Regions from separate parts of the Mus musculus genome. Here region 1 is linked to region 2. Evidence: chromatin contacts called from public Hi-C data. All regions are on one chromosome and are shown on one strand. Each heading gives the region's core, a stretch centred on a gene start, on an enhancer-like site or on the middle of the called end of the contact. The rest is flanking DNA. Distances are from core to core; before and after follow the strand shown. Region 1 has its middle 52 kb from the start of Gm25702. Region 2 overlaps Gm30159 (a long non-coding RNA gene).

Region 1 (5,144 bases), core at 1,036-3,535, 410 kb after region 2:
CTGTAAAATAGTCTCTCCTAGAAATAGCTGCATAAAGAAGAAAGGAACAGTAGTAATATCAGTGGAAATCATAACAGGGGAAGGAAATTTTTTTGCAGAATCACACCCCTAGACAAAGGAATACAAGGAACTAATTAGCCTCTTCTAGGGACAAGCTCCCTTATTGGTTGTCTGACACAGAGCAGTCATCCCTAAGGCCATATACACACAAACAACAAAAATGGGCTTTGTGGATTGTATTTAAATGTATTTATGAATATACACACACATAAATATGTATGTATATGAGAATAATAAAAGAACCAATCAACCTGAGTTGGGTGATGTGGAGAGGTTCAAAGGAGGGTATCTGGTAGGGGCAGGTGGGAAAAAAAATGAAGGGAAAAGGTAATGTAGTTTATCTCAGTTAAAAACATTTAAGAAACCAAAAACTGAAAAAAATAAATCTTCCTAGCACACAATATCTCAAATGGATTCTTGTAGCTGCTCTCACTTTTCTGGGATGCAAACTCAGCAGAATCACTACCAACTCCACAGAGCCTAGAAGTTTATAGTAATAGATCCTCCAGTTGAATGAATAATAAATGATTTCCTTTCTCTTAAAGGCTTCTCTGCCCTCTGCCTCTCCTCATACATCCAAGATGTTTTCAGCAATAGTAGGGTGGGTGTGGTTGTTGCCAGCACAGTTAGGAAATTCTCTCCAGATAGATGTGACCTGATATATGGTTATCAGTCTCTCCAGGTTCCCATGGTGGAGAGAGCACTTAGGAGATGTTGGTGGGTATCCTGATGAGACATAAGGCCTTTCTAGCTCTAAATCATAAGGAGGATCACTGGAAATCTGAGATTGGAAGGGTGAAAGGTAGGACAGCAGGAGAGGTAGAAGAGAGTAGGGAGAAACTACACCACCATTTCCCCTTGTCCCCAACTAAAAGACCTAAGTACATGTCACTGTTGCCGTTTATTGCCCTTACCAAGAGCAGTTCAAGTTTGTTTTTTAAGACTTGCTGTCACCTAGAGAGAGAGAGAAAGAGAGAGAGAGATTGAGAGAGAGAGAGAGAGAGAGAGAGAGAGAGAGAGATCTGCACATTCCTGCTGCATTGGACACCCCTCAGAGCTTTACTAATGGACCAAACCCCAGGGCAAACTAGGATTCTCCATGGTCAGCCACTACTACTACTTCATCCCCAAAGAGGACCCTTGACATGAATGACGCAGGCTCTTCTCAAAGTCAGGCAGACTCAGCTTGTCAAAGTCCCAAGTGTCCCTCACAAGACTTATTTGCCCTTTCCCTGACCCCCTGGACTGCATTTGCCCTTTGATACTTGGCCTTGGCTGGGTCTTCAACTGGGTTATGTGTCAGGGCATCCTGACCTAGTAGTCACCATAGCATCCCAAGAACTCTGCCTGACCCATCTGGGAGCATCTGGGGCCATGAGCTTTTAACTGAGTGTCCACGAGCCAGAGGAGACACCTAACTCACAAGCAAAACTGCAGGTACAAAAGAAGGGCATGGCCCCAACCCTAACACCCTGGAGACACTCAGCTTCCATATACACCTTTACCTGGCTCCCAAAGAAACCTCACCCTTGAGATCAGGGAGAAGATTATTGATAAGTGTAGTATGTGTAAATTAGGCAGAAGTAAAACAAATTGGTAGCAGGAAAATAGAATGTTTATTTAAAGAAAAAAAAAAGGCAGAAAGGAAGACTGTGTAGCCTCTGAGTTTAACCAGATGATTCTAATTCCAACTCTGCTATCTCTGTCTCCATCTTTTTTCAGCAGCGGCTTCCCAGAGCACAGTATCCAACTCCTTGCTCCCTTCCTTCCCCCACAGTTTACACCCTTCCACTGCCAAGTTGCATCCCTCTGCCAAGCAGCACGCCCAGCATAAGCTCTTTACAGGAAAACTCCATGCAGGTCCAGTCCTTGGGAGCTCTTACTGATCATAAGGACTGTTAGCAGGCAAAGGCGCGTGCCCAATTAAAAGATGGCTTTCGTTCCAAGAGGAATACTCTGGCAAAGTCCCAAGCGCTTCGGAAGCCCCTCCCTTCGCTCTCCCACCCCAGCTTTGATGCTCTGATTATCCTATTGTCAGATCAATAGCCCATCTGCTCCTAGGAGTAGTCTAAGCCATCCTGTGTTAAATTAAAACAGATAGGATCAATCCGCGGTTAATTTCTCCCAACCAAACAATTTATCTCTCTTTTGGATGCTCTTGGAGGGTGAATTATATAATCCTGACACACCATTAAGGGCTCTCTGACCAAAGAAAGCCCGCCACAATGCCTGCCTGCTCTCTTTATTAGCGACTCAACAGTGTGACAAAAGCAAAGATTTATCTTAGTGTTATTTAGAACCAGCTTGAACCTTGAAAAGTCTGCCAGGACCCTGCCAGGGGAAAAAGACTCGGGAATATCATTGCATGTTAATTATCATGGAGGAGGAGCTGGATCCAAATTTGATAAGCTGAACATAAGCTCCTATTTCTGAAGACTCAATTGCCCCACTGAAGAGCAATTCTTTTCTGTTTAAGGTAAAACCTAAGACATCTGGTGCAAGAATGTCAAGGGAAACAGGATTTAAGCCCAAGTCGAAACACACTGAGGATGGGGGGGGGGGGAGACTTATTTTAACAATAGACTGTTTTTACTGGTACTTGCATATAATAACCTATTTAATGCTGATTGAAGTAAAATATATACATGGGGAATAAAAGAATAAGTGACCCTTGGAGATGGCATATTAAATGAACACTCCAGATTAATAACCATGAGGCATATGGAGTGAGAATATGAGCAGCAAAGCTGCTGCCCTCAGGTCTCTGTGTTCTGTGCAAACCCACTAGGCGCACATCTACTTATCTCCCTAAACCAGAAGGGCTTGACATTCCCATGACGCACTAAGTCAATGGCTAACACCTGATACAACCAAAAACTAGAAGTTTCTGCTTCGTGGCTTGAGCCAATGTCCAAACACTTGATAGAACAACTATTTTAGTACTGTTTTTGATATGGATTGAGTCCAAGGAATACCTGACTCCTGATCTTACCTTCTTTCCCTATATTGGGTTTCAGACCCAGAAAGGATGCTGAAGTGCCTATTTAACATGTCAAAGAGGACCTGGCTCCAGGTTCTCCCAGGATTCCTCAGTCCCTACATGTTACAAGCATGTCTGGCATACTGTGAAAACCATCTTTTAATTAAGCACAGTGCCTTTGCCTGTTAACAGTTCCTTCCAGTCCAGGGGCTGGGCTTCCCCTCTCCCAGAAGCTTCTCCTTATATAATCCACACACTGTGGTCTCCCATACGCCTCTGCATTTTCTCTCTCTCCCTGCTTGTACATGCTCTTTCTCGATTTCTCTTGCCCCTCCTTTCTGTCTCCCTTCCCATGGCAACTTCTCTGGCCTTGTTCCTTGGGACCAGTAAATCTGCCCAAGATCTGCCTCCCAATAAACCTGCCTTTATATATTTTAATTTGGCTTGAATTGGCTTGTTTCACTGGTAGAGAATAACTTATCAGTATTTACTTATTTGTTTATGATAGTTTGAGACTAATTTTCACTATGTACTACATACTGAATTCAAACTCATGATCCTTCTGGCTCAGCCTTGCACATGTTGAGATTCAGGGTATATAAGTGCCAGCATCCTCAGCCTAAACTCCTTGAACTCTCTTTTTCTTAATTGAAAATGAAATTTGCATACAATATATTCTGATCATACTTTTCCCTCTCCCAACTCCTTCCAGAACCTTCCATCTTCTAAGCCTCCCGACTCTGTGCCCTTTCTTCTTTTCTCTCCTAAACGTATACTCTTGACTCATTCCTGAAAGGAAAGAGGAACAATGGGAGACAATTTGGAAGATTTAGACAAATCTGGTCCATCGTTTGTACAATAAATCTAGTGCATGGTGGTTCTGCTCTTTGGAAATCATCTCTGCCATGGGGTGAGAGTGATAATAACCAACCAATGCCCACTAGTGACTTGTAATATGTCAGGCACTATTTTAGAACTTCAAACTCCAGTATTTTATAATGGAAAAAAAGGTGACTATAAAACCTGATGAAGACGGTTAGATGGTAGAAGAAAGACTGATGAAGGAAGGTATTCTTGGCCAGATACACACAGAAAGTAAACAACTTTCTCAAACTCTCAAGAGTGGACAGATGAAAGCCAAGATTTAAACTCAAGTCAGAGTCAACACTGATGGTCAGTCAATCTCTATAATATATGCCAGAAAGGAAACTAGAAGTCAAGAATCTTGCTGAGAAAAAAAGTACTAGTGAGCTGTCTTTAGGAGTTGTTCCTAGTGTGACCGTTCCAATCCTGCAGAGCAAAGTATCCCATCTTGCAAGCAAAGTCTCCAAGATACAGGGCTGATACTCAAATTCTTTGGATAGTATAACCAATAGTCATTGACAGTAAACATCTTGCCCTGCCCAGAATCAAGCCTTCTTTATCCTGAATATACCATCCTGACTTCGCTTTAATGAAGCATCCTTTTATAATCTCAGTGTTGTAGCCAAGATATAGCCAATCACAGTGTTTCTTTCCATTCAGTTTAGGACAAGTGCATGATACAAGGACCCCTGGAAATATTTAATATTCACCTGTGCTTCAATCAAATGCACTAGGCTTTTCTGTTTTAAAGAATCTCTTCTTCAGGGAAGGATTTTGTTACAGCAGCAAGAGTTTTGTGAGCTATAAGTATATAATTCATAGATGGGAGAACTAAGAATAGTTAAGACCAATCTACTGTAATCCTGGAGCCAAGCAAAAGCAAGCTGGTAATGAGCATAACTCATGAAACATCACAAGGAATTGTCACCTCATTCTACCCACCTTTAATACAAGAAAATGCTTTATAATTGTCAGAAATGATATATATATATATATATATATATATATATATATATATATATACTTAAATGATCAACTCTGCAAAAATTTCAGCAGTAAAAGAGACAGCAACCTTGGTAAGGAAAGAAGGGTGGCAGAGAAGGGTGTCATGGATTACAGCCAGACTAACATAACTCCTCAAGGATGCCTTCTAGGTATGCAGTTTTGTCCATATAAGTCGCTAGGGAAACACACCCATACTAGTTATTTTTAACAGAGAAAACTTAATATGAGAAATTAC
Region 2 (5,319 bases), core at 95-2,594:
AAGTCAGCATGGACTACATATCTCAAAAACTAACAGATGGGAACTCAGTAAACCTTTCCTTGCTTACCTAATTTTGGATCCCTGGCACCCATATAACAATAAAAGTTGTATGTGGCTGTGTGTGCATCTAATTCCAATGCTTGGAAGGTAGAGACAGGAAAACCCCTGTGGCATACTGGTCAGCCCGTCTAACCAAGTAGAGACCTTCAAGTTTAATGAGAGAGCATGTCTCTAAAACAAGAAGATGTAAACCTCAAATTCTCATTCACAGTTCTGCATCTCATGATCAGTATTTGGCATCAGCTGGATAAATAAAATGATCAGAATTTGTGACTTGAGGATGATGTAGTTAAGTCAGAAGACAGTTTTTGCTGTCTATAACTTGCTTTGGAAAATAATTTAGGCTGTTATTAAGTTGGGAGTATAAATCTGGGAATGAACTTTCTTTTGTAAGTGCAAGACAAAGCAACCCAACAAAAGGAAAAGAGCCCTAAGAGTGGGAAAAAGAATGTAAGGCCCACTTCCACTTGTTCATTACGTTCATTACATAGAGATCTTATAACCACCTACTCCTACTTCCCATTGCCTTTGGATTTTTGTACTGGTCATTACCATTTTTATACCATGGTATAAATTTGCCTTAAATAGTCATTAGTAAATCAAATATTTTGGAGGAAACTATATTTTTAACTCAAATCTTTGCTACTTCAACTAACCCTTCATTCCATCTTGAAGATGCAAATTTCTATCTGTATTCTTCTCCTCTGGCAGAAATATTTTCATTCTTTCTATAATACAGGTTTTCTGGGGACAAACTCCTGTAGTTTCTGTTTACTTAATGTTGCTTTCTTCAAGTTTCCTGGTTCTAGATGAGCAATATTCCTTCACACAAATTATAGTTTTTCTATATGCCATGTTTTGTAAAGCCTCATTTTTTCTCTTTGCATACTTTCCAGTACTTCTGTCTATATGGAGATGATGTAACCAGATATGAGCAGCCCATGATGACCAGGTGGAAAGTAAAAAGTCGTTTAACTCATAAACTAAAAGCAGACGTAAGTTCTTGGGTGGGAGGGAAAAGGCAGAAGTTGAGTTTGCTTCCCTGGCGATATAGACCCCCTGACAGTGTGTGAAGCAATACTTCCCACTCTTATGGGAAAGGAGATCTGTCCACATGGGGTAGCGACTTTGATTTCCAGCTTGTTTGTTGTTGTTCGCTATCTGTGCCAAATAATTGTATCACTGATATAAACCTTTAACCTTGGATCTCATTCTAGATCTAACCTCTATTCATGTGGACAAGCCTCACTATCCCATTACTCCAAGACCAGGAATTCCTACAGGCACATCTGGGTGTTTCTAAGAGCTCTCTGGTAAGTGTTCTTCCCTTCCTGCACTCCCATGAATCCAAATCTACAGAAGACTCAAGAGGAAAAAAAAAAAAAAAAAAGAACCCCTTGTGTCTTCTTGGCTCTTCTTACAAATATACTTTGCTGCACTGGGATTCTTAGCAAATGAAAGAAAGTGGAGATTTTCATCTTCAAGCCAAATATGAAATTAAGTCCCCTTTTGCTGCACTTCCAGATGATACTGTTATTGAAATTAAAGGGTCTGTCAGACGAAGCCTTCCCAGATGCACTTGTGGGTTTTTTCTCCCCTCAGTGAAGTACAGTCTGTCCCTACATTTTATTTTTTAAAATCGCTAAAGATGTGCTCCTCTTGTAAACAGACTCTGTAGCCTTAGTAACAGGAATCACAGTGACCCAGACAGTGATGAGCTTGGAGCATGGGATCTTTGTAATCAGGAGGGAATCTATACTTTTGTTTTGTTCTGTTTTTGTTCTTCTCTCTTTGTTTATTCTGTTTTGCTTTTGGTTAGGGTTGATTTATACAAGAACTTTGGGTTCACTTTAGAAAAACATGGATTAGTAGAACTATGAATTATTCTTGATAGGTAAAAATCAGATGAGATAAAAGTGTAGAGGTTTTCCTCATTTATGAGCTCCTCTCATTTTCTGATGTAACTGAAACTCAGGAAGCTAGGATGAGTAGGCCAAGTGTTGGGGAGTGGAAATTCAAAAAGGGGTTGTTTGTTGAGGATTTGATAACAGCCAAGAACTTCATAGAAACTATAACTTAATCCAAATGACTTTAGGGATAGTTAGATTTGTATTTGCTTTATAAATGAAATTAGGGCTCAGAGATGCTATGGTCACCATACTTGCACAGACTGCACATATTTAGAGCCTGAAAAGTGTTTATGATGTGGAGGGCAAGTCACATGCAAATCTCTGTCACTTGAAAGCTCCTAATTTGGTTTAGGTTTTTAATTGGCTCCGATTGTCTGAGAGATCTGAAGTGGGAAAATGAATACATGTGTTTAAGGACTATGATTTCAGCAATTAGTACAGTGTTTACATTTAATAGCTATTTATAAACATTTCATGAAACTATGCTTTAGATTATTGGAGTTTTATTATAATAACCCAGTCATGCCAATAAATATGATTCTTATAGAAAGAAGAGATCACTGTTTGTATATATTCTGCCCTCAAGGAAAATAGAAGACATCCTGCATCAAGTTAAGTTATTAGACAGGGAAAATAAGTGAAGTCTCAGCAACTATAACAAACTTGGGCCATAGTCAAGTTGAAAGCAGACATGAATGGGTGGAAGATCATCCAGTTAATGCCAAAGATGAACAGGAAGAATATGCTCATGCCGTTATAAACATTGCACACATGCTGGGTTGAACCTGTATTAATTACCATGACAAAATAACAAAGATGTGTAACTTAAGAGAGAGCTTATTAAGACTTATAATTTAAGGGTACAGTCTATAACTGAGGAGAAAGAATAAATAAGGAACATTTTGCAGCCAATTATGCTGTGTGGACAGTCAGAAAGTAGAGAAGGTCAGGGTTCCACAGACTTTCCCCTTTTACTCACTCCTGGATCCTATGCCATTAAATGGTGTCACCCATATACTGGGTCAACGTTGTTTCTCTGTAAACCTTTCAGGACCTTCATGTGACCTTTCCCCCATGGTCACATGAAGTGGTCTGTTCCCATAGTGATTCTGAATCCAGTAAAGTTGACAATTAAGTAGAGTGCTGCAAATGATTTTCTCAGAAAAGTTCTACATGAAACCAAACCGAAAGAGAAAGCAGCAAAAGGCAAGCAGGAAATAGTTGCACATAGGAATTCACAGCGATTGAGATAGCATGCACAAGACACATGGAAGCTCAAGACAGTCACAATTCCAGCATGCCTGGTGAGTTTTGGATGCCTTCCCCCAAGCCACTGGGCCATCTCTACTCATAGGCTTAGGTCTAATTGAGAGGCTCATGCAGCAGCTGTCCCTCCTCTAGCTTCAGTCACATAGTTCCTGTACCAGCTTAGTCTAATACAGGATAGACTCATACACCACACACACAAACATAGATAGGTATTCACATGACCAGCTAACATGGCCAAACACAAACTACATAAAAGGACAAGCATGCATGTCCTCTTTGAGTCCAATTAGTCCTTTAGAAACGTTCTCCAGTGAAAATTACCTAGGTGAACCCCATGACAGAGAATTTAAAAGAGTATTCATGAAATTTACCAAAGAATTTGAATATTCTAAAGATAACTTGAGAAAACAGCTTAATGAACTTAAAATGGATACAAATAAATGTCTGAATTTCTTGTTTTAAATATATTATTTTTTATTTGTCTATTTATTTATTTACTGATATCAGCTCTCCTCTTCCAAATATGCCCTCATGCAGATCCTCCCCCCATTCTTCCCTCCTTGACTCCTCACACACTATACCTCCCTACTCGCCTCCCCAGCACATCAAGTAACTACAGTACTAGGCACATTCAGTCCCATTAAGGCCAGACAAGGTGGTCAAGTTAGAGGAAATGGGAACTGCAGCCAGGCAGGCAATGGATTCAGGGATAGCCCCCACTCAAGTTGTTAAGGGACCTGCCTGAAGACCAAGCTGTACACCTGTTACATATGTACAGGGGCCTAGGTCCAGCCTATGTTTGTTCTTTGCTTTATGGATAGTTCAGTCTCTGAGGGTCCAGATGCCTGAATCTTCTTCAAGAAAACAGAAATAGGTGGCTAAATGAAATGATGAAGACAATTCAAGATTTGAAAACTGAATTTAAGGATGATATAGAAATATTGAAGAGAATTCAAGCTGAGTTCATTTCATCTCTGAAATGAAGATGAAATTGAAAAACCCAGTAACTCAATTAAAATGCAGAAAAGACATCTTTCAGTAGGAAAAATAAGAATATAGAATAACAATACTTAAAGTACAGAAGTAGGGATAGTCCAAAGTATGAAAAGAAAGATTAAATGAAGAACTGTGGGATACCACAAATGGAGTAATCTTTGGTTATAGACAGAGATGAAAGAGAATAATGCTGGGTTAATGGTACAGACCAGATAATCAAGAATATAATAGAATAAAACTTCAAGTTAATAAAACATAGACCCATACAGATATAAAAAGAGAAAACACCAAATAGATGGGAACAGAAAGGAAAAGGAATATTTAATATAGAAAGAGAAAAATCACAAGTAACATTTACAGGAAAATTTATGAGAATAACAGATGATTTCTCAATGGAAATCATAAAAGCCAGATGAGTCCAGAATAATATACTTCAAAATTTGAAAGACTGTGGATACTAACCCATACTAACTGTCTTAGAGCTGCGAACAGACACCATGACTAAGGAAAGTCTTATTAAAGACAACATTTAATTGGGGCTGGCTTACAGGTTCAGAGGTTCAGTCCAGTATCATCAAGGCAGAACCATGGAAGCATCTAGGCAGGCATGGTACATGAGGAGTTGAGAGTTTTACATCTTCATCTGAAGGCTGCTAGTGGAAGACTGGCTTCCAGACAGCTAGCTGAGTGTCTTAAAGCTCACACCTACAGTGACACACCTACTCCAACAGGGTCACATCTTCCCTGGGTCGAGCATATACAAACCATAACACTACCATAAGCAGAAAAGATATCATAGCTCAAAAAAAAAAAATAAAAGAAAAACAAAGCTTGTGATGATTCAAATAAGTTAAAAGACCTAATATCCATTAAAAAGCAACACTGGAAGCAACACTTTATGCTGAGTAGAGAAATAACCATAGCCAAGGAATGATAGAAAGAAAAGAAATGAGGTTTTAGTTATTGGATTATATAAGACTAAGAGTACAAATAGCAAAACAACAACAAAAAAATAAGTAAGCATCACATAACGTTCAATGATAGCTTTAAGTATTAATGACCTCGACTCTCTTAATGAAAAGAT

The links. A called contact is a pair of places that touch in the nucleus more often than the background predicts.
Region 1: a Hi-C map of uterus shows a contact between it and region 2, with 6 times the contacts expected there. The contact joins two enhancer-like sites. A contact is called at or near these places in 2 of 484 Hi-C or Micro-C datasets (both in uterus).

The regions. Positions count from the first base shown.
Region 1 is chr15:63,530,551-63,535,694 of GRCm38.p6, forward strand. No RefSeq gene overlaps it. Among named protein-coding and RNA genes, the nearest start is that of Gm25702, 52 kb to the left of the region's middle. Within about 2 kb of position 2,286, at least 28 of the 459 cell types and tissues checked have an H3K27ac peak or open chromatin away from gene starts, as enhancers often do. A contact at or near this core is called in uterus, where this site is marked.
Region 2 is chr15:63,120,102-63,125,420 of GRCm38.p6, forward strand. The region is part of intron 3 of Gm30159 (a long non-coding RNA gene); the gene reads right to left. Among named protein-coding and RNA genes, the nearest start is that of Gm30159, 23 kb to the right of the region's middle. Within about 2 kb of position 1,345, at least 3 of the 459 cell types and tissues checked have an H3K27ac peak or open chromatin away from gene starts, as enhancers often do. A contact at or near this core is called in uterus, where this site is marked.